Linked DNA regions of Zea mays: region 2 is linked to region 1. The links are chromatin contacts, called in public Hi-C maps. All regions are on one chromosome and are shown on one strand. Each heading gives the region's core, a stretch centred on a gene start, on an enhancer-like site or on the middle of the called end of the contact. The rest is flanking DNA. Distances are from core to core; before and after follow the strand shown. Region 1 has its middle 190 kb from the start of LOC100278590. Region 2 holds the start of LOC100279147 (DEAD-box helicase family protein).

The links. Hi-C and Micro-C count contacts between places; a contact is called where the count stands out from the background.
Region 2: a Hi-C map of ear shows a contact between it and region 1, with 4 times the contacts expected there. The contact joins the promoter of LOC100279147 here to the enhancer-like site in region 1. A contact is called at or near these places in 3 of 25 Hi-C or Micro-C datasets (ear, endosperm and tassel).

The regions. Positions count from the first base shown.
Region 1 is chr2:81,519,788-81,526,551 of Zm-B73-REFERENCE-NAM-5.0, forward strand. No RefSeq gene overlaps it. Among protein-coding and RNA genes, the nearest start is that of LOC100278590, 190 kb to the right of the region's middle. Within about 2 kb of position 2,849, at least 18 of the 20 cell types and tissues checked have an H3K27ac peak or open chromatin away from gene starts, as enhancers often do. A contact at or near this core is called in ear and tassel, where this site is marked.
Region 2 is chr2:82,032,108-82,038,871 of Zm-B73-REFERENCE-NAM-5.0, forward strand. It overlaps LOC100279147 (DEAD-box helicase family protein), which reads right to left and starts at 2,762. Exons shown (of 6, transcript NM_001152182.1): 1 at 2,335-2,762; 2 at 2,034-2,229; 3 at 1,876-1,948. The coding sequence starts at 2,668.

The sequences.
Region 1 (6,764 bases), core at 1,599-4,098:
AACATGATTTTATCCTATGTATAGCGCGATGGCCAAATTAATACCATTCTGTTTAGACGATTATTTTGATTTATAATCGTGTGACGTGATCGCTCTTCGACTGTAGCCTCAACCGTTACTCTCTCTTTCTCGCTTAGTTGTAGGTGTGAGCCTTGCGCCAAGTGTCTGTTTATTTATAACATTCTATTGTATGGTGTACTGTTCTTTTGTATTAAATGTGTGGAATGTATGTTTGAACTCGTATAGATAATGATCAGTTGGTGGAGTCCGAAGGAATTGCAGGTGAAGACCCTGAGCAGCAGCTGGTTGGTGAAGACAAGTGTCCCTTGACCCATCTATGTCCTACTCATTCTTATAATTCACTCCCCGCATTTACACAGTTTATACCTAAGGATTGACTAGCTTTTGTTTATCTTGTCCTTGTTTACCTATTCTGATTGGGTTATTTTGGTTTAGCCATATGCTAGTGCTTCACATTTATCAATGAACATGATGAGATTATCTATGATATGCTGTTTTCCCTTTTGATATGATGATATACTGGTGGCATTTAAGGGGACTCAAGCTGTTTCTCGAGTGCCTCTCCGTAAGGACTGGTTCGTTGGATGACCGCCCGGGAAAACAGTGCAACCATGAGGGTGGAATGGGACGCCCTTAGCTGAATAATTAGAGGAACTAGGGTGTAGTTCGCTTCGCCGTCGTGCTGTTAACGGGGCTCGGTGTATGTGGCTCGCTCTTCCAAGGTTGGTTCGCCCCTTGGGGAGGAGTGCGGTGCATTTAGGAAACCTAACGGGCGACTACAACCTCAGGGAATCTTTGTAAAGGCTACGTAGTGAAACACTGCCTATTCACCTTAGTAGTGTCTAAGGGTTTGATAGGCCAGAGGCAAGAGGGAATCGTGACTTGTGGGTAAAGTGCGCAACCTCTGCAGAGTGTTATGAAACTGATATATCAGTCATGCTTGCGGTTATGAGCGGCCAAGGGAGCTCCATTGATTAGAGATACTTGATCAGAGATGTTTGGTTTACAGGTGGTGATGAGGATGATGGTTTTGGTTATGACTATGGTAATGGTAAGTGGTATTCTTACCATTTGGAAAGGGTACATTGGGTTAATAACTTGGGTTAATGCTAAAACCTGGCTTGCTACTAGTAATAATAAACTAACCATCTAAAAGCAACTGCTTGATTTAACCCTACATGAAGATAGTCCACTACAGCCAAACGGGACATATTGTTGAGTATGTTGATGTGTACTCACCCTTGCTTTACACACCAAACCCCCCCTCCCCCAGGTTGTCCGCGTTGCAACCACTGCTCAGGTGAAGAAGAAGTCGTGGAGGAGGACTTCCAGGAGTTCCAAGAGTACGATGAATTCTAGGCGTGGGTTAGTGGCAAACCCTTAGTCGGCTGCCTGTGAAGGCCGTGTTTATCTATGTTTCTTTTCCGCACTTTGATAATTGTTAAAGACTATGTGGATGTCTCGGACATCATGATGTAACCGACTATTATACCTTCTCTTATGTTATTATTTGAGCACTGTGTGATGATGTCCAGTTATGTAACTGCTGTGTACGTGAATTGCTGATCCTGGCACGTACATGGTTCGCATTCGGTTTGCCTTCTAAAACCGGGTGTGACATAGGTGGTATCAAAGCCGTGCTAACTGTAGGACCGCTAACCTAGAGTAGAATGGTCGCTCTAAGGATTATAGACCCCTATTATCACCTTGACTTTGGTATCCCTTCAAAAGTTGGTCATATCGACCAAATCTATGTTCTACTATATATATTATACCTTGCTGAAAAATTTGTTTTATTCTAATTCCTAATTTTTTTATGGTTTACTTGCTGGTCATACTAGCTCTATTCTCACTCTTATGCTTACAGTGTCTTTTGTAGATGGCTCGTCTTAGACACACTGCACAGAAGTCAGTCATTCCTTTCTTGCCTTCTCGTCTCGCGGAGCGTCTTCTTCGCCGTCCGGTGACTGGTTAGTCTAGCCATTTGGAGAGGCTGCACCACCACCTGCCCGAGGAGCAGGAGCGTCGGCGATAGGAGCTGGAGCAGTAGGGCTCTTCTTTCTCGCTTCAGCAGGAGATAGAGTCTGTGAGGAGCTGCTCCCCTGTGCCCCCGCTGGAGGCGCCCCCTGCACCAGCACTCGCGTCCCGGCCACTGGACTAGCTGTTGGAGGAGACCCCGACGACGAAGGCGACGACAACAGCTCGAGCCACAACACCGACCTTTCAGAGGAGCAGGAGCCGGAGGGATGGGTTGCTCGACCCATCACTCGTGACACCGCTCGCGGGTGTCACTTCCACGATGCGCTCGACACCTTGCTATGCCAGGCACTTGACTGACGTACCTGGTTGTAACACCCTGAATTTGGGGGTATAAAATTTCTTTCCTAATATCCATCAAATTCAGGTGTTACTCTCTCTTTTCCTTATTTTTCTTTTGTTTTTCCTAAAGGGTGAAGAATTACTTCGTTTTATATCTATGTGTAAACCAAGTAAAATAAAATCCTAAAGGAGTTTTGATTGTTGTATCATGCTGGAACACATGAGTATTTTGTTTGAAGAGTGATTTTGTTGTGCATTCATTGAGAATTGTGAGTTGTGCTCAAGTTGGAAAGAAGTGGATAAAGAAAAGAAGAAGAAATAAAAAAGGGGGAAACAACCACCCCAGCCAGCACGACCCAGTCCCCCTCCCGCGGCCCAACCAACGCGCGTGGCCCACCTGGCGCAGTGTGCCTTCCCCCCCGCAGCCCAACGCGCCCGTCCCCGTATGCAGCCTCGCGCCCGCGGCCCAGCAGGCCAAACCCGCACGTCCCCCCTCTGCGCGCCAGCCCAGCAGCCACCCCAGCCAGCCCACGCGCGCCAGCGGCCCACCCGGCGCAGCGCGCCCCTCCCCCTAAACCCTAGAGCCCGCGCCGCCGCATTTCCCAGCCACGCATGTCGCCGGGCGCACCTGTCAATCGCACGAGCGTCGCCCACTGTTCATCTTCTCAAACTGCTCCATCCGCCAAACATGCCCCCACGCCCGCACTATTCCACCTTCTCCCCCCTCTCTCCCTTGTTTCTCCCTCGCCGGTTCCATTGGGGGACCTTGCGAGCTTGGCGCAGTGGCTGGCGGCCAGGGCGCGACGGCCGGCGGTGTGGCCCAGCCAGCTGCCCCTGCTCCACCCCAGGCGTGGCCAGCCAACGCGGCAGCACGCCCGGCGTGGCCAGCCGGCGCGAGCGCGCGCGAGCTCGGCACAGCCAGTGCGGTGGCCAGCCAACGCGACAGCACGCCCAGCACAGCGCGCAGTGCGTGGCCAGCCCGCCGCGACGCGCTCGCAGCGGCGGCCCGCGGCTTGCCCTGTGCGGTAGCCTGCGTGGCCAGCCTGCGCGGCAGCCTGCCCGGAGCGCAACTCGGTGCGGCCTTCCGTGGCCCTGCGCGCCCTAGCGCAGTGCCTTTGCCCAGGCGTGCTCCCCTGCCGGTGTAGCCAGCGGCCCCCACCCAGTGCGACGTGCGCGTGTGCCCGCCCGTCGCACCTTTTCCCGTCGGGCTCGTCCTGCCGGAGCATCGCCATCCCCGTCGAGCTTGTCGTCGCGCTTGCCTCGTCATCGCCGCGCACTCGCCGTCTGGAGCTCGCCATCGCCGTTGGCTGAATACCCGTCCTCGTTGTGCGACGTCCCGAGGTGAGAATGGAGGATCGTCTACCCCCTACGTGTCCATAACCCCGCCATCGCATCCATCATTTGTTCGTGCGTCAAACATGTTGCCTATCCGCGCCATCGCGCGTGCTACCTCGCGCGTAGCGTGCTCATCGCTCTCGTGCGTTGCACGTCTCGTCGCGCTTCACTAAACCATCCCACCTAGAATCGCTCGTGCTAATTAACGACATATTAAAATGGTGATTATTCGAGTACCAACACAATCAAAGTTAAGTAATGATTTTATTGGTGCTTACAACAATTGCTTGCTATTATGGCTAAGTCAAATACAATATCATAATCAATATTCGCGTAGCGTGTTTTAAGTCAGCGCGTGCCATTCGCGCGCATCGTGCGTGTCGTTCACACGTGTCGACGCGCGTTGTCGCATGTGCCGTTTCGCGCACCTTGTTTAGCGGGTTGCGTGTCCTGTCACGCGGCAATAAACTATTTCGTATAGAATCACTCACGTTAATTAATTTACGTGATTGAATGATGATTAACCGAGTGTTTAACCAATCAGAACTAAGTGTTAATTCTATCGAGACATGTGATAAATACCTGTTATAGCGGTTATGCCAGTTTCAGTGTTGCATTTAATATTTGTTTAGTATAAATACAACATAGATTAGTAGTTTTCGCATGTCACACGCTATTTGCGCATCGCCGTTACTTGTTCGCGCGTTTGCGCCGCGCGTCTTGTACGTGTATCGTCGCGTGTTGTTCGCGCGCATCATCTCGCGTCCTTTGCTCATGGTAACACATGGCCGCGCGCGCTTTCCGCGTGCTCCTTTGCACGTGGCCGCGCGCGCTTTCCGCGTGTGGTGCTCATGGTCGTCGTGTCGCATGCAGTCGTGCCGTTTCGCGCATCATAAACTCGCCTCGCTTAGAATTTCTCGTGCTAACTATATTACTTATTTATTTGACAGCTGTTAGTGTAGCAAATTAACCAAAACTTAATAGCAGTTATAATTTAGGTTTGATAATGTTATGATTAATATTTGTTTAGCGTAAATGCGCTAACTTCTCGACCGTAGCTCCGATTATCGCGTTTCTTTTCCTTGCGTGACCATAATAGCGAGCTCTATTTTGTTTTGTAAATTTTATTATGTTTTTATTTGAATGGTGTAATATTCTTATGCATATACATATGTCTATTTTTTGTGCCTGTTGGTATTCGCTATGTAACGCGAATAGAATGCGATCTGTTTTCGAGCTTCGAGGAATGACGATCAAGCTTTGACGACCAAGTGAACGAACTCTTTGAGTTCTACGAGATCGAAGACCCTGAGCATCTGTTTGGTGAAGGCAAGTGTCCTCTGACCCATTATATCCCATTTACTTTATAATTCACTGTCCCGCATACTATGAACAACATAAGGATTGACTAGCTTTCTATTTACCTTGTCCTTGATTACCTTTTGGGTTACTATGGTTAGCTTCATGCTAGCGCTTTACTTTAATCAATGAACATGATGAGATACAATGATGATATTATGGTTTTTTTCTGGATATGATGATATACTTGTGTCATTTAAGGGGACTCGAGCGGTTTCTCGAGTGCCTCTCCGTAAGGACCTGTTCGTTGGATGACCGCCCAGGAAAACAGTGCAACCATGAGGGTGGAATGGGACGCCCTTAGCTGAATAATTAGAGGAACTGGGGTGTAGTTCGCTTCGCTGTCGTGCCTGTTGGGGGCCTTCGTCTTCCGAAGGTCCTCAAAAACATGATTAACAATGTTTCCCAAGCATAATATATGTATAGGAACCTTCGGACTCAGGATGAAGTTGTACACAATATGGAAAGCAGGATCGGAACGAAGGTTGAACCAGCGCCGAAGCTACGCGCAAGGATGCTTCGGCTCAGTAGCAGAAAGAGGAACCAACTTAAGAAGGAAAAGGCTATCTAGTCCTCGATAGATTGTTATTAAGTTAATAGTGTCAATAGTGAATATGAAGGGCATGAATGTAATTTTGCGCATGCTGCGTCCTGTGCCTATAAATAGATGAACAGTACCCCCATACTGTTCACGCTGACTTGTACTCGCTAGTGCGTCACGCTTGTATCTTTGCCTTCTGTCAAGCCGAAGGTACAAATGTAACTCAATGTTTTTCTTATTCATTCATGATTATATAATAAAAGATATATTAACAGTGTCATATGATTATTCATGTTATTTCTCATGTTTCATATGCTTCATCTTTCATTAATATATGCTGTGATGATGAAGGTACGTCCTTCATGACCTTCGTCCGAAGATCGTTATATCCTTAGGGAAATAATGCTTCGAAGGACGAAGGGCATTAACCATTAACCTATTTTGTGTTGCCTTGTTCTTTATTCATAGCATTTGAGAACAAGTCCCCAACATTGGCGCCCACCTCCGGTGTACTCACTTCCACAACCTTCAGCAAAGCATCAACCTTCATCATGTCGCCGAAGAAGATAACAGCGCCAGGGGTTGTACTGCAGCCACTGGACGCAAACCAAGACACTCTCTCTTTGAGAGGCCAGAAGCCAAAAGAGGAAGGCCACCAGTCCAACACTTCAGGAAGAAGAGTTGGACCAGGATATCAGAGACCTAGAAATCATTCACCAGCAGGTGCAAAGGAAAAAAGAGAAGATGGCTCGGCTGGCCGACCTCCAGAAGAAGATCGACGAAGCCACTGAGGAAGTGCGTCATCTTACTCAAGATGATCACGACCGAAGGCCCAAACACCGGGAGCTTCATCAGGAGGGCTCATTCAACAAAGATGAATGGTACGATGATTTTAATCAAGGTACCTTTGCTTTTGATGATGCTTCTCCTCTGGCAGCAGAATTGCAGGCTATCCCATGGCCACAATCCTACAAGCCACCCCAGCTACCCATGTACGATGGGCACTCGGACACAAAGCAATTCTTGATGAGCTATGAGGCAACAATATCCTCATACGGAGGCAACACATCTGTCATGGCAAAGTCCTTCGTCATGGCAGTCCGAAACGTGGCCCAGACATGGTATTCTTCCCTTCGGCCAGGGACAATCACGTCATGGCAGAAGCTCAAGGACATGCTGGTTACCAGTT
Region 2 (6,764 bases), core at 1,512-4,011, 510 kb after region 1:
ACTCACATTGGTATTTTATTATGTATTTGAAGTCTGAAGATCAAACAAGAATTTAAATTTAAGTTTGAAAATGGAAATAGAAAAGAAAAGAGAAGAAAAGGAAACAGAACAGAAAAAACGGATGAGCTACGCGCTGGGCCTAAAACCCCTTCCCTCGGCCCAACGCCTAGGCGTCCAGGCGGTGGTCCAACGCCTTGGCTCGCCTTACCGCTTTAAAAAATCATGCATGTTAATCACTGTGACATGCTCAGGTTAATTTGATGGGACCTAATAGGTTACCCTAGTATTGTTTATCCCACACCTTGCAAACTAATGAACTATTGATTAGACTTGCTATTGCTCTACCTGGTTTTGGGATTAATGCTATATTGAATTATGATCATGTTTCACTATTATTGCTGGTTTATTATTGTTCATGACAAAATCATTAAGTTAATTGGAACATGAAGCGACCATCCGTAAAAACAGTGCTAGCACAAGGATGGTATGGAACGCCCTTGGCTGACTAATTAGAAAAACTAGTGGAGGACTACCTTACCCGAAAGAGTCAAGGGCGGTAGGAGAGTTGCGGTATAGGGAGGTTCTCGAGTCGATTATGCTGCGATGGTTTTTCGGACGAGGGATTTCTATATCGCCCTTCTCAAAAACCGTAGCGGGTTTTCTAAAGCTAGTGTAACTTTGTAACGGCGTCGTAGTGCTACCCTGCCTCGTCTCCTCGGTAGAGATGTATGGGATTCATGACTCATGGCAAATGGGTAACACGACTTGTGGGTAAAGATGTGCAACCTCTGCAGAATGTAAAACTGGTATATCAGCCGTGCTCACGGTCATGAGCGGCTCGGACCCTCACATGAGTAATTTATAAAATTAAACTTAATTTGTCATATGCATTGCATTGTGGGTTTTGTTATTAATACTGATCTCTTATTTATTTGGGTTGGTATCTACTTATACTTAGTAACTGCTAATAAAATTTTGACCAACTTTAAAACAATGATCAGTTTTAACCATTTCAATTGTTAAGCCTTACACTTCACATGAGCATTATTGTAAGTGAGATCATGCACATTATTCCCCACAACTTGTTGAACAATGAACGTATGTGAGATCACCCTTGCTGTACTCACATCCCCTAAGGTCGTAAACAAGTATTGCTGGATAAGGAGCATAAAAGATGTCGCGATGAGTTCGTGAGAGATCTAGACCGTCGTCTCCCAGTTAACTATGGTTGCTGGATCATTGTCTTCGTACGATGTAATTATTTAACTATTTTGTACAGAACTCCATTATATTAAAAATGTGACATTCGTTTCTGTACCATGAGTCATCATATGTGTGAGACTTGATACTATCACACATTTAAAACGTGCCCAGGTTTGGCACTTAAATCCGGGTGTGACATTTACATTTGCACTGTTTTCAAAAATCAAAACCATGCATTTTCCAAAAAAAAACTCTTACATGGACCAAGCATATTCACGTTCTTTTAGTCAAATTATGGACCCAAAGAAATCAACCAAGACAAAAGTATTGATGGAAAATTATCTGATTTGTACCAGATTTACTGGGCTACCACTAGATTTTGTGAGTGGTATATGCAGATAGACAGTAGAGAAAAAATAATGTCCTTGCGAAAACAATATTTGTTGTACCGTAGAATTATGAGTTTAGTCACTTATAGATACAGCAAATCATTAAAGGAAACAATCCAATACTCTACAAAAGACATTTGTAGTGGTTGAAGTGGTAAAATTAACATTTTAGAAATTGCAATATACAAAGTATCGGCTGGGATTTTGATCATTGGACAAATATATTAAAATGGAACAGTTAAAATAAACCACACCAATTTTCAACTTCTGGGAAAATACAGACCTGCTCCTCCACTTTCAAGTGTTTGGCAAAGAGCTTTACTGGTCGGCATTCTTTAGTAAACATCTTCAAACCCCTACAACCAGTTGCTTCATTATCTAAAAGAATATGCAGTGCAAAACTGAAAACATGTTCTTGCACTTTGGAACAACAGATTCTACCTCAGTAGGTCTAAAGATCGCAAAGCAGATGAGCTGATAACCAGAAGTGTTGGGCTGCCCACGGCGATCTCACCATCGATGTGATTTCCCTCACAGAGCTCTTCCTTCCACGAAGAGCCGAACACCCCTTTTACATGATCACCGAAGCTCTCGACGTCCTGGGCTGCTCCCTCCGCAAGCTGCACCATGCAGCCCTCTGCAGTGAGTACAAACAGAAGAGGCCTTCAGGTAGTGTTCCACCAACTTGCATGCGAAACTCGATTTCAATTGAATCCAACGCGAGGATGAACGGGGTGCATACCTGAGTAGGAATCGAGTTCGAGAGGAGAGAGGCGCATCTTAGAGGCGCGCTCGAAGCTACGGAGGAGAAACTCGAGCTGCCGCGACGGCTGCATCAATGCCGACAGTAGGACCGTTGCCCCTGCGACGCCATCTCCGATGGTGGCGGCGATTTGGTCCGGCTCGGCGGGTTTTAGCCGCGACTTCTTCTCCTTTTGCTTATGCTTCTCTTTCTTCTTCTTCGCGTATGCCCGTTTGGGATCCGCGGATTTCTTCGCGATGATTTTGGAGGGCCCGTGCGGTTTCTTGCGCTTGCGGCCGGCGGCCGCTGCGGTCGGTTCCGGCGCCGGTGCCATTTTGGGGGTTCCGGTGTGTTGGCGTCTTGGCGAGGCCAGGTCGTTAGGGTTTTAGCCCGAGCTGCGGGCTTTGGGCCTGTTCCGCTCTAGATGTGAAAAGGTGTATCGTGAAGATTAGGTGAAGATAAGATAAAAAAATTCATATAATTTAGAACGTAGAAAGTAACAATTTTTTATAATCAGAACAACTCAATTGGTTCTGTGTTCACGCTGATTTTAAATGGTTTTGCTTAAAGTAATTATTATAGAAACATGTTGAAAAGCTGGTTGTTGGCAGTCTGGTGGCCAGAAGCTGAAAAAAGTTAAAACAAACGGTCCCTTTGTGTTGTGTTACACAAAATAAGCCCGAGAGGCCGAGACAAAGAGGGCAAGCATGTTTGTTCGGACTTTTTTTATGACGAGCTTATCTAGAAATTTAATTTTAGTTATAGAGAAAATATAGTTATAGAAAGAATTTGAATATCATGAGGATTACGTGGGAAAAAAGATAAACAAGTTTATAGAGTTTAGAAGGGCAGACATTTTTGTTCGGACTTTTTTCTCACGAGCTTCTCTAGAAATTTAGCTTTAGTTATAGAGAAAATCTGAATATCATGAGAATTACGTGGGAAAGAAGATTAAGAGGTTTATAGAGTTTAGAATCTAGAAAGTGACAGATTACTACTATTATGATGACTCAGTTGATTATGTGTTCACGTTGACTTTGAACGGTTTTTACCAAAGCTATTCTTATAAAAGTGGACTGAAAAAGCTGGACGTTTGCCAATCCGCAATAGCTTCTGGTGTCTAGAAGTACGAAAAAAGTTGAAACAAACTGGGGCCAAATAAAGGTTGGCTCGAATCTAGGTTGTGGTCAATGGTATATCGGGTTATTGTTTTATAGCCTCCAATGCGAAATGTATCACCTCGTCCACTCCTGGACCGGTGGTACTTACTTCTGGCAGCTCTCTAGAATTATATATTGTCCCCACAGACCAACACAGATCTTTGTACGCACTTTGTCCTCACTCATGTGCACCCGAGAAAACTTCCGAGTCGGTCACTCATCCCAAATTGCTCCAAGCCAAGAACGCTTAACTTGGAGGTTATTTTGAGATAGAATTTCGAAAAAGAAGATGCATTGATACGACCACGCCATTAAGCAACACGTTACAACCCCCAAGTCATACTACATCAACTCAAGTACAACCAACATCATCACCAACCCAAGTCTTTGATGGACCAATTACACGTAGCCGAGCTAAGAAGCTACAACAAGAGGTGCACGCGCTACTTTATGAATTTCAATTAAACACTAATGAGAACTCTATGCTACCTAAGTCATGTATGTTGATATTACTTAGGTTCACCAAAGAGGAAGGACAAAACATATCAAGGGCGAATCAGCAAGAAGAGCTATGTCCGAGTCAGTCCAGCGCTATAGAACCGTCTAGAAGAAACAGTCATATCTTTTGATTCCCAAAAGCTATGAAGGCGCATAAGTACTTTTTGGAAAGCTCTTGAAGTCCAGTTTCCAATGCTTCTAAAGCCGACTTAATCAAATCTACCAAAAAGGCAGCCAACCTACTTTAGTGCTGACTGGTCAGAAGGTCAACAGTCTGCTTGATGACCAAGTTTTCGTATTAAACTGCATCATTCTACGAAGTTTCATTAAGCATGCTATACATGGTGAGAAAGCTTATCAAGTTAGCTTTCCAACGCATCCAGCCCCACGTCATTTGGAGATTCCTAGGATAAGTTATTATCAAAATACTGAAGACTGCGCAGAAGTCAAACAGCCACGCGGAATTCAGCTCTGCAGATCTCCCCAAGAGGCTCCTTCACATTAGCACGTGAAAATACTTTTGTTTCGTGTTTATACCTCTCTAAGGTTGGTTGTTACTAGTATAAATACCCCCCTATGTCTATGATGTAAGGCAGCTTTTGATAATCTAAAATAGAACCCCTTTGTTTAGTTGTGTGCTAACAAATATTGAGAGTGATCTCTATCCCTTTGCTCTTGTGAATTCCTTCGCGGGATTGCAGAAGCGGCGGCTTCATCCGCTCCCAAGTGGTGCTCTTACTCTCTTCGAGGTCTCCTCGATTGATTGTAGGCTATGTTGGTTGGTTCTTTGAGAGTGTGGTTGGGTGAATCCTCGATTCAGGCTGCCGGTTAAAGATGGTGGTTGTCTTCGAGTTTTATTTGTCAGGTTGCACTAGTTATCGCTGCTTGCAACAAGTTATCTTGGCTTCTTTGAAGCTAGTTATCTGAAGATTGATCCTACGTCGTGAAGATCGGGCATCGTGACGCATCATGCATCTTATTGATATGAGTACTCTATTAATTCTATTAAGCCTTGTGCCAGGATCTCCCATCCTAGGGGCCAGGTATCACAATCCACCCCCTTAGAAGACCGACGTCCTAGTCGATCAACCCCAATCTAGGAATCTCCCCTCTTAGTCATGTATGTGTGTCTAGTGTCGTCATATACCATGCCATGTGACCACTCGGGGCCAACATGCACCATGCGCCATATACCCGAACCCCTGACCCACACACGCCCGTGAAACCGCGAGAGTCGGCTATGATACCACTTGTAACACCCCGTCCACTCCCGGACCGGTGGCTCCTGGCAGCTTTCTACGATCATATATTGTCCCCACAGACCAACATGGATCTTTGTGCGCACTTTGTCCTCACTCATGTACACTCGAGAAAACTTCCCGGTTGGTCACTCATCCCATATTGTTCCAAGCCAATCACGCGTAACTTTGAGGTTCTTTCGAGATAGGCTGTCGAAAAAGAAGATGCACCTTGTTGATATGAGTACTGAAAAGGAAATGGGCTTAAAACATTTCCTATAATCGATTTTGGTGTTTGACGTCCATCACAAACCACGCAGACTAACTAGTTTGCCTAGTTGTCATTTATCTCAGGTGCATAAAGTTCAACATAAACCAACAAAGAAAATAAGTTAGGGAACTCTACAAAGTTTGGAGCAAAGACAAGCATTGGTGCTGCTAGTGGCGCACCAGACACTATTCGGTGCCTAGGCCAAGGCACCCACAAACTGGCTGCTCTCGGGGTTTTCCCAGAGTCACTTTGCTATAATTCACTTGACTGTCTGGTGTGCACCGGACATGTCCGGTGAGCCAACGGAGCAACGGTCAACTGCGCCCAACGGTCGACTGCGGTGAACAGTGAATAGTGGATAGCGCAGAAGTTAGAAGTCAGAACTGCAAAGTCAAAACACACCGGACTGTCCGATGCCACAAGAGGACAAAGGACTTCAATGGTCAACCGCTCCAGACCCTAACGGTCTACTGACGTGGCACGCACCGGACAGTGAACAGTGTCATGTCTGGTGCACCACCGGACTGTCTGGTGTGCCCATCGACAGCAACGGCTGGAATAGTGGTCGGAGGCTATAAATACCCCCCAACCACCAGCATTCAAGCTATCCAAGTTTTATGAACTCCATATTCAATTCAAGAGCAAAAGCAAACACTCCAAGAAACAATCAAAAGATCAAAACCTCTCTAAGCCTCATAATCAACTCAATTTCTTAGTGACTTGAGAGAGGGTGTTTTGTGTTTCTTTTATTGCTCTTGTTGCTTGGATTGCTTTCTCCTTCTCATTCTAATTTTTCTAAGTGCCTTGTAAAGCTAGCAAAGAGACACCTAAGTGAGTGGTGATCCTTGCGGGATCTTAGTGACCCAAGTGATTAAGGAGAAGCACTCGATCGGTCTGTGTGACCGAATGAGAGAGGGAAAGGGTTGGAATAGACCCGGCCTTTGTGGCCTCCTCAACGGGGACTAGGTTCTTTGGAACCGAACCTAGGTAAACAAACCATCGTTTTCATTTGTGTTGATCTCCACTTGATTTGTTTCCCCTTTTTCCTCTCTCTAAAAGTTCACTTGCTCATATTGATTTGAGTTTGCTCCAAAGGTTATCCGCATTGATTGAGAAACTCATAGCAAGGAGAACTATCTTCCACACTCCGAATTTATTTCTAACCCTAACCTCAAGTGTAGTGCGTGTTTAAAGTTTGTAAATTTTAGGTTTCGCATATTCACCCCCTCTAGGTGACTTTTAATTGGTATCAAAGCTCGATGC